Linked DNA regions of Pan troglodytes: region 2 is linked to region 1. Evidence: chromatin contacts called from public Hi-C data. All regions are on one chromosome and are shown on one strand. Each heading gives the region's core, a stretch centred on a gene start, on an enhancer-like site or on the middle of the called end of the contact. The rest is flanking DNA. Distances are from core to core; before and after follow the strand shown. Region 1 holds the start of BNIP3L (BCL2 interacting protein 3 like). Region 2 overlaps DPYSL2 (dihydropyrimidinase like 2).

The links. A called contact is a pair of places that touch in the nucleus more often than the background predicts.
Region 2: a contact with region 1 is called in a Hi-C map of stem cell-derived neural progenitor cells, with 3 times the contacts expected there. The contact joins the enhancer-like site here to the promoter of BNIP3L in region 1. A contact is called at or near these places in 2 of 7 Hi-C or Micro-C datasets (blood and stem cell-derived neural progenitor cells) and 1 of 1 datasets of contacts at active chromatin or transcription factors (stem cell-derived excitatory neurons).

What each region holds. Positions count from the first base shown.
Region 1 is chr7:34,737,354-34,743,396 of NHGRI_mPanTro3-v2.0_pri, forward strand. It overlaps BNIP3L (BCL2 interacting protein 3 like), which reads left to right and starts at 3,054. Exons shown (of 6, transcript XM_001162300.8): 1 at 3,054-5,004. The coding sequence starts at 4,905. It also overlaps the pseudogene LOC472721.
Region 2 is chr7:34,918,486-34,924,422 of NHGRI_mPanTro3-v2.0_pri, forward strand. All of the region lies in intron 1 of DPYSL2 (dihydropyrimidinase like 2), which reads left to right. Among named protein-coding and RNA genes, the nearest start is that of DPYSL2, 54 kb to the left of the region's middle. Within about 2 kb of position 4,251, at least 12 of the 24 cell types and tissues checked have an H3K27ac peak or open chromatin away from gene starts, as enhancers often do. A contact at or near this core is called in stem cell-derived neural progenitor cells, where this site is marked.

The DNA of each region.
Region 1 (6,043 bases), core at 1,804-4,303:
AGGAAAACTCTGTCTCTACAAAAAACAAAAAAAAATAGCTGGACATGATTGCAGGCACCTGTAGTTCCACCTACTGGGAAAGCTGAGGTGGGATGATCACTTGAGCCCGGGAGGCTGAGGCTGCAGTGAGCTGTGATTGTACCACTGCACTCCAGCCTGGGTGATAGCATGAGACCTTGTCTCAAAAAAATAAAAATAAAATAAAATAAAATAGCATATGATTAATAAAAAACTTTTTTTTGAAAGTTTAAAACCTTTTAAAAGGAGCACCTAAAAGGAAAATAGAACAAAGTGGGATCTCGTAGTCCTGACTGGGAAAACAATTCTATAAATATGTCAATAATCCCCTCAATTTTTTTTATTATTTGGCATTAGAAACCTTTTATTGAGACAAACGGTGGGCTGAAAATAATACAGGGTGAAGGAAGGTTGAGGAAACCAGTATGAAGGCATCTCAAATGATGAACTAAATACATTCCAAAGGTACTATTTACACTTAAGGCAATTTTAAAAGTGAGGTCTTAACCAAAAAGCCTTTACATGGCATTAAAAAAAAAAAAAAAGAGGGGGTCATTTAAATCTTTTGGATTGACTAAAAGAGCTAAATTATGTACCCAAAATCTGTACAGCAGGGGCCTGTTTTCAGCAGGTAAGCCTATTATATGCAAGTAAGAACCTCTTACTCTTGTTACAATTGTCCTGTTTTGCTTTGTTTTACAGGAATATATAACCCCCATCCCCACAGAGTTAGTCCATAAGGCCTCAGTGTCTGCATAGAAATGTGGACCTACCTCTACTAGAGAACTATTTACACTGCACTGTAAATACACGTCTGTGTCCACCCCCACAACTAAGCTGTCAATGCCTTGAGTGAAGGGGTAGTTACAACTCAGTCATTTTGTATCTACAGTGACAATTAATAGGCACTCAATACTTTTTTTGCATGAATGATAAATGATATTACACTACCACCACTATTTACATTAACATTTCCCATCATTAGCTGTCCCCAAAATAAAAACGCCAAATTGCTGCCACATTTTCAGCAGTTTTCATAATATAGTGCTTCTGGACTTTTTAATGTAAACAAACATGCTTGATTTACCAATTTTCAGAGTAATGACACAAACTTAGCATTCTTCTTGGAATGGAAAACTTTCTGGGAAGTTACTTCATTCTTTTTCTCTTTTCAAAAGGCATCTCGCAGCGCCAATTGTTTTTCTCAGAAGGAACGCTTATTTTTTGACCAGACGTTCTGGCTATACCACATCATCATAAAGTTCTTCTGTTTTTTCTTCTCTTTACTTTTTGAACTGGAAAATGGATTCACTTTGGTTTTCTTCCTCACAAATTCTTTTCGGTCTGTCTTTCCAGCCATTGCAGTTGCTAGTCTTGTCTCTTTGTCAGACTTTGGCTTTTTATGAAGGCGTTCAATGTCTGGAAGAGAAAGTAATTCACCCCTCGGCTCTTCATCACTGTCGATTTCAATATATTTCCTCTTCTGGGATTTCCCGGGGGACAGCGTCAAGTTCTTTTCTCATTTGCGCCATGTGGATTTTCTGGAAGTCTTCCTAACTTAAAACTCGACTGGTGCTGACGGCTGCAGTTTTGGCTTTCTGCTCCTCCATGGGCATGCTGTTCAGCTTCTTGGAAATTTCTTGCTGTTCTTCATTGGAAGAGTGTTGCACATCAACCCATTCGCCATCGGCATCCTCCTCCTCACTGAGACTGGTACTTTCCCATCCATCTTCATCATTTTCAGCACTCTCCTCTTTCTCAACTTCCAGAACTTCTGCTCCTGGAATGTAATCTTTAGCATCTAATTCTCCATATTTTGTACTCTTGCTTCTATGGAGGCTTCTGTAGGCTTACCCCAGAATTTCTTCTGCAGCATCTGAGGATTCAGTGTTCGGAAGAGCCGAATCAAAGTTCTAGCAGACATCATTACATTATTATCCTTGTGTGTTTTATACTGAGCCAGGTCTTGGAGAAGCTTTTCAGTCATGGCCAGAGGACACTGAGCTGTTGTCTCTTTTACAGCATTGATTCCTATTGTCATGGCTTCTCCAGAGTTCTTGTCGTTAACAAAATTGTTGGCCACAGTCATAAGCAATGATTGAATAATCGCTGGGTGTACTAGGTGATGAGATGCTTGTGCAGCAAACAGAAGGTTCTTTGTTACTTCTCTTTGGTGGGGCTGCAGAAACCTTCGCAAAAAGTGATAGAAATTGAAGAGGAAGAGCTTATGAATTCCCACCAATCTGAGATGAGGTTCATGAGCATCATCTTCACTTCCAACCTCTCCTTACAGCACTCAAGCTGCTTTAGTAGTTTTTCTGCAAAATTTTGGGGATCATGAATCAAGTGAACGGCTAAAAAGTTAAACACCTCTGTTTTTTTCTTCTTCTTTTGTTTCTTGAGCACTTTCATTGCCTTTTCCAACTTTTTCTTGTTTTGGGAACTTTCTTCCCTGTAGCATACTGTGCTAGCAGGTCTCTTGCTGTTGGTCCGTCATCCTCAGATTCGGAGTCACTGGCCTGTTTTTCATCTTCATCTTTTCCAAGAAAGAATGTCAAAGCAACAACTAATATCTTGGTGACCTTAGAGAAACATGCAGTTGTGATAACATTGACAGTTTTGGTATCATTCCAGATGTTCCTTCTGTAGAGTTCAATCATAACATCTAAAGACATCTTGGCTGCAGTTGCATTGCTATCTCTTAACATGGTGTACATGAAATTTTACAATACTACATCCACTTTATTCTTGTGTTTTGCATTTATATTCTTGATATCAGTCACGATATATGTGTATAAAGTCTTTTGCAGAAGCTTATCATGGCAACAGAGAAGTTCAAAGAAGAGTTCTAGCAGGCTTGATGGATTGATGAGATTCTTATTTCTCAGCAAGATCAAAGCTTTGCAAAATGTCATTCGAAGATCTGGATCCAATACAGTATGATTACAGGACAGAAGATCTTTCACCACTTGAGGAAAATTACTTAGATACCCTGGGTAGCAGTAACTAATCTATAACAAAGTAAAGGCTCTTCTGAAGTTTCTCTCTCCCCTATTATTCAGATGCACATATTTAGGACGTTCTGTGCCATAAACACCACCAGCTCTGCTAGTTCTTTACCGGGTTTATATGGTTGCAATTTGAAAATCCCCACATTGGATGTGTAGTGATTATACTGCTGTAGAAACTCCTAGATGGAGGGTGGTGGGTCTCGCTTCATCAGATTCTGTAACTGCAGTCAGGTTGCTGGGCAGCTTGTTGTTGTTTCTGCTGGACATTCTGGCTGAAGACTGGCTTCACGGGGAGCAGTTTGAATAAAACTCAGATGGCCAGCAGCCGCCAATCCCTACCAGCTGCGGCTTGAACTCCTGCTTCCGGGTATGACCAGAAACAGCACTCGATCTATTAATAGAGTTCATTTCTGACCAAAATCTTAAAAGAATTTGCAAAGGGATTTGACAAATCAATCCTTAAAAAAAACCTTTTAGCATGGAATTTTTCAAATATATTAAAAAATTAGAGGAATACTTTAATGTATTACATAGCTTCAATAATTACCAACACAAGGTCAATCTTGGACAAGTCCATTTTTAAGTTCATCTGAAGAGTAACTAGCCATTAACATCTGAAAAAGACAAAGGAAGAGAAACTTTAATAGTTATCTAACAGAGGTATTGCAGATAGCCCTGAAACAGACTCACATTTTTGTGGTCAGAGAGTGACAAAGGTGCAATTTCAAATCAGTGTAGAAAGGATGGCTTAAAATTAATATTATTAGGTCAATGGGCTACAAAAATTGGGAAGAATTGAAGTTAAATAATTTACAGCATATGGAAAATAAATTTCAGATGGATTAGAGCTCTAAATGTAAAGTTAAGCCTATAAGAAAATTAGAAAAAGTTATAAGGGAATTACAGATTAATAATCTTGGTGTGAAGGTCTCCCCAAGCCATGTAAGAATGATAAATCTGATTACATGAAAACCTTAAGCTTCTACAGAGTGAAAAAAACAAATTAAAAGACAAGTTAGAGACTGCGAGAAACATATGTCACTCATAAATCAGACCAAGGAGACTGGACGAAGACATGGAGATGTGAAGTAGGAGGTGTGCTCAGGAACATAGTTTAATGTCATCCACGTACAGGATAAACGGCTTCCCACGTCATGTCCCAGAAAGCGATTAGTCGATGGGATTTGGGTGAGTACTTTCTTCTCTCTGTTTTCCTGAATTTTTCTTTTTTCCTTCTTCCCCTTTCTTCTTTCTCTTTTTTTCACAATGATGGTGTGTTTGTAATCGACATTTTAAAAATTCTGTAACAATTAAATTTGGGGGCGGCCTTCCCTTGTTTCCCGTATGGAGTGTTGATGTTTCAGCAGCTTTATTTGGAGTTTACACGTGGAGGCACCTGGGTTTGGGGCTTCTTTTGTGTCCCCAAGACACCTATTGCAGAAGTGAGTCCTAAGAGGTAGAAAACAGATGCATGCGCAGGGCTGGGTGAAGCAGTGTGGAGCCTGTGTGAGAGGAGGCACGGGCGCGAACACAGGAGCGCACTTCCTCATTCCGCTTCTCCTCATCCTCTCTCCCACTGCCATTGGCATCACTCATCCCATCCGGTCATCCCAAGTCACGCGCAAGAGTTCGTTCCCGGCGCGCGCGTCAGCCTGACTCGAGCGTCTCCACGTCCGGGGCCCGCAGGGGAGCGCCCCTGCCCCGTCCGGTCGCTTGTTGTGTTGTCATCACGTGGCCTGGGCGGGCCCTGACGTCAGGGGTAGGGGAGGGACGGCGCAGGCGCAGAAAAGGGGGCGGCGGACTCGGCTTGTTGTGTTGCTGCCTGAGTGCCGGAGACGGTCCTGCTGCTGCCGCAGCCCTGCCAGCTGTCCGACGATGTCGTCCCACCTAGTCGAGCCGCCGCCGCCCCTGCACAACAACAACAACAACTGCGAGGAAAATGAGCAGTCTCTGCCCCCGCCGGCCGGCCTCAATAGTGAGTGTGGGGCCGAGGCTCAGTGAAGGGGATGGGGGAGGAGGAGCAGCCCCGGCCGCCGCCACCGGCGCGGCGCGGGAGGCGGGAGGAGAAGGCAGCTGATTGGCCCAGGCATGGGATGTCCAGGTGACTGACAGCTCCCGTCCCCTGTCAAGAGGAGGGGCGCCTGCCTTGCTCCGGGCCTCTCTGTTGCCTCCTGGGGTCTTGGGCCGGGGGCCGTTTGGGTTCGCGGTCCGGGAGCGGCGCGGGTAGCGCGGATCCCCCTGGTGCGGGGGGTGGTCCCCAGCAGCGGAGCCGGGCGGGGCGGGGCGGGGGCGGGCCTGGGGGGCGGGGAGGCCGGGTGGGCGGAGCGGGCCGCGGAGGGGACGTGGGCCGGGATGGGGACGTGCGGCGGGGACGCCGGGGGATGGACGCGCGGGAGCGGGGCGGGGCGGGCGGCTGCCGCGGGACGTGTCGGGGATCAGGTGTGCGGGGCCCGCGGGCGGGCAGCGTCTGGCGGGCGCGGGAGCCCCCAGCGAACATTCCTTTGTTGCCACATGTTTGTCAGGAAAATTCATTTGCTCGTCTAGGGGTGGCTTCAGTCACGTGTGGGGTGAGAGGCTGTGCCTTGCTTCTCCTTTCTCCTTTTTTATTTTTTTATTAGATTTCTCGAAGTTGCCCAAGTGATTTTTTTTTTTTTTTTAAAGCGATGGGTTGTGCGCCCAGTAAAGCTGAGAGCAGTCTCCTGAACCACCCAGGATTGCACACGTCAGGGAGTCTGGGGCCATGCATTTAAAGAAACGGAATTAAAAACGCACTCGGGCAGTTGAAAGTTAACGGACCAGGCTGATAGACAACCCAGGCCAGGGTCTTTTCATAACATTCCGCTGCCCAGACATCTTGTCCTCAGATTGTTCCTAGTCGTGAGAACCGGGAGCCTTCTTGGAAGGGTTCTTGCCTAACCTTTCTTTAATTCAACTCTTGGGAAAGAGGTAATGGGAGCAGTGAGCATATGGCCAGATGAAGTCTTTTCAAAACCACTTGGATGCTTAAAGGTCAT
Region 2 (5,937 bases), core at 3,001-5,500, 180 kb after region 1:
TGCATGCCTTTGTGTATTCATAGCTTAGCTCCCTCTTATAAGTGAGAACATACAGTGTTTGGTTTTCCACTCTTGTGTTACTTCACTTAGAATAATGGCTTCCAGCTCCACCCAAGTTACTGCAAAAGATATTATATCATTCTTTATCATTCTGTTTTATGGCTGAGTAGTATTCCAAGGTGTATATGTACCACAGTTTCTTTATCCACTCATTGGTCAGTGGGCACTTAGGCTGGTTCCATATTTTTGCAATTGTGACTTGTGCTGCAATAAACATATGAGTGCAGGTGTCTTTTTGATATCATGACTTCTTTTTGTCCCAATCTTTAATGCAGTATGAGTGTTCTGTGGCTGCTCCCACAGAAGTGGTTAGGGAATAGTGTAAACATCTCCTGATCCCCCTTGGTCTCCTGAGAGCTGGCACACAAGGTCAGTAATAAATTCTCACTCCTTGAAAACAAACAGGGTGGGGGAGTAAGGAGGGCAGAAAGAGGACCAATTAATTTACAGGAAAGGTCAGAATTTTGTTAAATCTTTACAATATCCAAATGGACTACTTTCAAGCATTCACAGACTAAGCTAATAAATTACCCCAAAGCGGCCTCTAGGGAACCGAAATGGACAAATGGCTAAGAACCATGGCGTGTTTTTGGATGAGTGAGCAGTTTTCAGTACATTGATCGTAGCGGATTCTTTTAAGAGATGAAAACTCCTGAAATGTTATTTACACTTTCAGAGTTCATAGTTACCCCTTTTGCTTGGCCGTTTTCAGAATCGACACAGATTCTGAATCAAGGAGGGCCCAGTTGAGGGAGATCTGCGGTGTTTTCTGGCTGTGGTAAGTACAAGCCTGAAGTGCGGGATTGAAAAGAGGAACCCGGCTGCAGTTATCATGATTGGACCTCCAGGCACAGCTGAGCTTTGTGAATGTGAGGCTTGATGCTTCCCAAGGACAGATCCCAGTAGAAAAGGAATCTGCTCGCTCTGCCATGGATCATTAGAACCTAGGCCATGAGACCTTATCCAGTGAGGTGAATCCTCACCATCTGGTCTTTTAAAAACCTGGGGTGAAGTCTAGGCGTGAGGGCCCCCAATTGTAATCCCACTGCTTTGGGAGGCCAAGACAGGAGGATTGCTCGAGCCCAAGAGTTCCAGACCAGCTTGGGCAACATAGCAAGACCCTGTCTACACAAAAGATAAAAAGACTTAGCCAGGCATGGTGATGCATGCCTGTAGTCCCAGTTATGTGGGAGGCTGAGGCAGATCGCTTGAGCCTAGGAGTTTGAGGCTGCAGTGAGCTATGCTCATGCCACTGCACTCTAGCCTGGGTGACAGGGCAAGACCCTATCTCCAAAAAAAAAAAAAAAAAAAAAAAAAAAACAAAAACCAAAGAATCACCCAAATCCTGGGATGAATCAGGATTAGAGAACGGCAGGTGCATATCTGGGAGGCAACAGGTGGAAGATGAAGCCTCGGTCACCTGGGCTGAAGAACAGGTGTCTTTAGAAAGGTTCTCCTGTTCATTTGTCATTTAACTCTTGTTTGTTGAGTGTTGTGCGGTCACTGTAAGGTGGAGTGGAGGACTAGTTGGTTTAGGGGCTTTGCAATTGAGAAGTAGAGACAGACTGGAAATACTCAAGTAAACAAATGCACAAAAATACTTCCAAATTATAATTGTTGCTATTAAAGAGACAGTGCTGAGACAAGGAAGAGTAGGAGTACATGGGCTGGCATCAGGAGGAAGGTCATGGAGGGCCTCCCTGAAGCAGGGATGCATGGGCAAGAAGGAGAGATGGGAGAAGAGAGAACAGCAGCCACCAAGGGCCATTGCAGGGAAAGGAAGGACATCAGTGTGCTATGGCACGAGAGAGCTTGGGGACGTAACACAGGATGAAGCTGGAAAGGAACAGGAGGGTAAGATCAGTCGGGCGCGGTGGCTCACACCTGTAATCTGAGCACTTTGGGAGGATCAGTTGAGGCCAGGAGTTTGAGACCAACATGGGTAACATAGTGAGACTCTTGTCTCTACTAAAAATAAAAGTAAAAAATTTAAAAAAGAAGGGCAAGATCACACGCAGCAGACTTGATAAACAGTTTGCATTTTATTTATGCAAGCAGCCTGGCTTGGTGTCTGAAATTCTACTAACTAGGGTCTTCTCTTTTCAGCAGAGGAGTAGCACACTGAGCATTTATCATTCATTTAAACCTTTATGTTCGTCTGTCATGTTTCCTATGAGGGAAGGGCCAGAGCCACTGAGTGAAACTGAGTTACACTGGGTTGTGAGGAAAGAAAGAGATGGAGAATTGATTTCGGGAGAAGGGGAAACATCTAAGGAATGTGGACTGGGGACAGTGGAAGGAGTAAAGAAAGACAGCCGATCACCTGTGCCCACCTCTTGCACAAGGTCGGTCCCAGTTTCTACTAAACAAGTACCTTACCATTAAAAGAACTAGCCTTGGCCAGGCGCGGGGGCTCATGCCTGTAATCCCAACACTGGGAGGCTGAAGCGGGCAGATCACGAGGTCAGGAGTTTGAGACCAGCCTGGCCAACATAGTGAAACCCCATCTCTACTAAAAATACAAAAATTAGCCAGGTGTGGTGGGCACCTGTAATCCCAGCTACTCGACAGGCTGAGGCATGAGAATCACTTGAACCCAGGAGGCAGAGGTTGCAGTGAGCTGAGATCACGCCACTGCACTCCAGTCTGGACAACAGAGTGAGACTCAGTCTTAGAAAAGGAAAAAAAAAAAAAAAAAAAAAAAAAAAAAAAAAAGAACTAGCCCCTTGGGCTTTGGGGTCACACAGACCCAAATTAGAATCTGGGCCTGGAACAAGAGGTTTCTTTGTGCTTTTATCTCCTCGTCTATAAAATGAGGATCTGAAGATTTACCCAGTAGGATTTTGGAGAAGATTAAAGCAGATGTATTTAAAGCACTCAGTGCTATGCTTAGAGCATGGTAGGTGCTCAATACATGTTAATTTCCTCCTCACTGACAACATAACTATATTTTAGAAGATTGTACTGTTTCCAGAAGGCAGACAAGTGGAATGAGAGTGATAATATTTACCACTCTTTCATAATGTTCCCCCTGGACAAAGAGCAGACCAGTGATGCCCTGTGGTGAGTGCAGCCCTCACTAGGTAGGGAGTGAGCCCTTCCTCCTAGTCCATGTTTTCCTCCTTCTATAAATAGAGGGTGGAGTGGGCTGGATCTGTCGCTAAGTGTCCAGAAGTAGACTAGTTTAAAAACCTTCCTGGACCTTACCTCTGGATATTCTGTTCAGGATGTCTGAGCTGGGGCCCAGGGTGATTCTGATGGAGGGGAGTACTTGGGCACACCAACGGAAACAAGTGATCTCCAAGGCCCTGCCCTGGCTTGGAGACCAGCACGCAGGGGACCACGTGCACACTCTTTGTTCGCCACCAGAGGGCAGGCCTGAGGCACAATGGCTGAGCTAGGTGCCCTTTGTCCCCATCAGGGATAGAAAGACCCCAGGGAAAATCTGTAGCCACCCAGAGAATGAGGTGCAGGGTGGACATTGCAGGAGTTCTTCAGGAGGTGTGTGCGCTAACTGGGGATAAGAGAAAGCCCGAGTCGACTAGATTCTGTGAAGTGCATGCTTCCTCTGTGCCCTCTTGTCCAGCAGGATTTGGACAGATGAGCTTCTTGTCTTCCTGCAGGGAGGATGTGTCCTCAGAATCCTAGCAGAGCCCCCATGCTGGCCGGCAGTCTGTACAGTTCTAGCCAAAGCAGCATCTGTTTCAGAGGGCCAGTCACTGCTGACCCTCATTTGTCACCACCGTCACCGCTGCTAAAAGGATGCAGCCACAGGGGAAGGCAGTGGGCAGGTTCCGATCCAATCCGCAGTCTCTGACCCTTCAGAGCTCCACACACAAAGAAAATGATCGTCATTGCCTGATTCCATCTGCAGTGAAGAAGGCATCACTTCCAGCTCAAGTGTCCTAGTCAATGCCCTTTGTTTTTGGCAAAGAAGGATTCCAGTACCTTCTCTTTACTGCCGCATTTATTTCAACCTTCTCTGCAGGCTGCGTTAGAGGCCACAGCCCTTGGCATCCAATTGCAGCACTCTGGGCATTGGGGATTTTCTTTGCCACCTCTGGGCTCTGTTTTGTCAGCAGTTTCTGCTCTGGAGTTCCCCTACTCTGTGAAATTCTGAACATTGCACTAACGCAGAGACCCAGGGCGCCACAGAAGCAGAAATGGCTACTCTAGCTCCCCAAAGGGGAACATGAAACCAAGAGCAGCAGTGGGCTAGTCAGGGAAGGAACACGTTCCGGGCAGATGCTGAGGAACTGAGAGCAGCACAGCCGCCCGAGGCACTGGAGTTATGTCTGCATCTCCCCAGCCCCACTTCCCTGCAGTTTGGATGATGCAAACATGTGCAAAGGGCTGGCTGGGTGCCTCCACTCATACCTCCCTCCCTGCATTCAGTCCTGCTTGAGCCCCCAGCCTTGTCAGGCCCTCTGTAAGGATAAGGAATGAGTAAGACTTTTTTGTTTGTTTTTGAGAAGGAATCTCGCTCTTTCACCCAAGCTGGAGTGCAGTGGCGCAATCTCGGCTCACTGCAACCTCCGTTTCCCAGGTTCAAGTGATTTTCCAGCCTCAGCCTCCTGAGTAGCTGGGATTACAGGCGTCCCCTACCACGCCCAGCTAGTTTTTGTATTTTTAGTAGAGATGGGGTTTCTCCATGTTGGCCAGGATGGTCTCGAACTCCTGATCTCAGGTGATCCGCCCACTTCAGCCTCCCAAGTGTTGGGATTACAGGCATGAGCTACTGCGCCTGGCCAGGAATGAGTAAGACTTTCGAAAGAATTTTTCTTCCCTGTGAGCTCAAACCTTGAATGGAAGAAAAATCACACTCACCTAGTTATGGTGTCGGTGAGGATTGTATTGTGTAGGTGGTTTACTGCGATGAATGGGATCACACAGGGATGTACAAAGAATAATGGGAGGATGGAGTGAAGGACAGTTTCAGAAATTGAGAAAAAATTACTAGAGACACCTTGTATGACTTCGACCTTCATTTTAGGATTGGGTGCTGTCTCCGTGTTCTACCAGGCTTGCTGATACACAGCAGTTTTGTTAGTGGAGGCGGAGCTTAAAATCTAGGCAGCTACAGCCCCGCAGAGAATAATAAGCTGTTAATAATAACATTAGGTCCTCCTGGAGTTTCAGGGGCTTGGAGAAGGGGAGGCTGCCAAGAGGGAAGGCCCGGCAAAGTGATATTCCTGACTGGGTGTGGTGGCTCACGCCTGTAATCCCAGAACTTTGGGAGGCCGAGGCAAGCAGATCCTGAGGTCAGGAGTTTGAGACCAGCCTGGCCAATATGGTGAAACCGCCATCTCTACTAATAATACAAAAAGTACCTGGGCGTGGCCGGGTGCGGTGGCTCGCGCCTGTAATCCCAGCACTTTGGGGGGCTGAGGTGGGCGGATCACGAGGTCAGGAGATCGAGACCATCCTGGCAAACACGGTGAAACCCTGTCTCTACTAAAAAATACAAAAAATTAGCTGGGCGTGGTGGTAGGCTCCTGTAGTCCCAGCTACTCAGAGGCTGAGGCAGGAGAATGGCGTGAACCCAGAAGGCGGAGCTTGCAGTGAGCCGAGATTGCGCCACTGCACTACAGCCTGGGGCAACAGAGCAAGACTCTGTCTCAAAAAAAAAAAAAAAAAAAAAAAAAAATTACCTGGGCGTGGTGGTGGGCACCTGTAATCCCAGCTACTCGGGAGGCTGAGGCAGGAGAATCACTTTAACCTGGGAGGCAGAGGTTGCAGTGAGCAAAGATCATGCAACTGCACTCCAGCCTGGGCGCTGTGACAGAGTGAGACTCCACCTCAAAAAAAAAAAAAAAAAAAAAAAAAAAAAACCAAAAAAAAAGTGATAGTCCTAAGGGAAAGGCTTGCTTGCGTTGG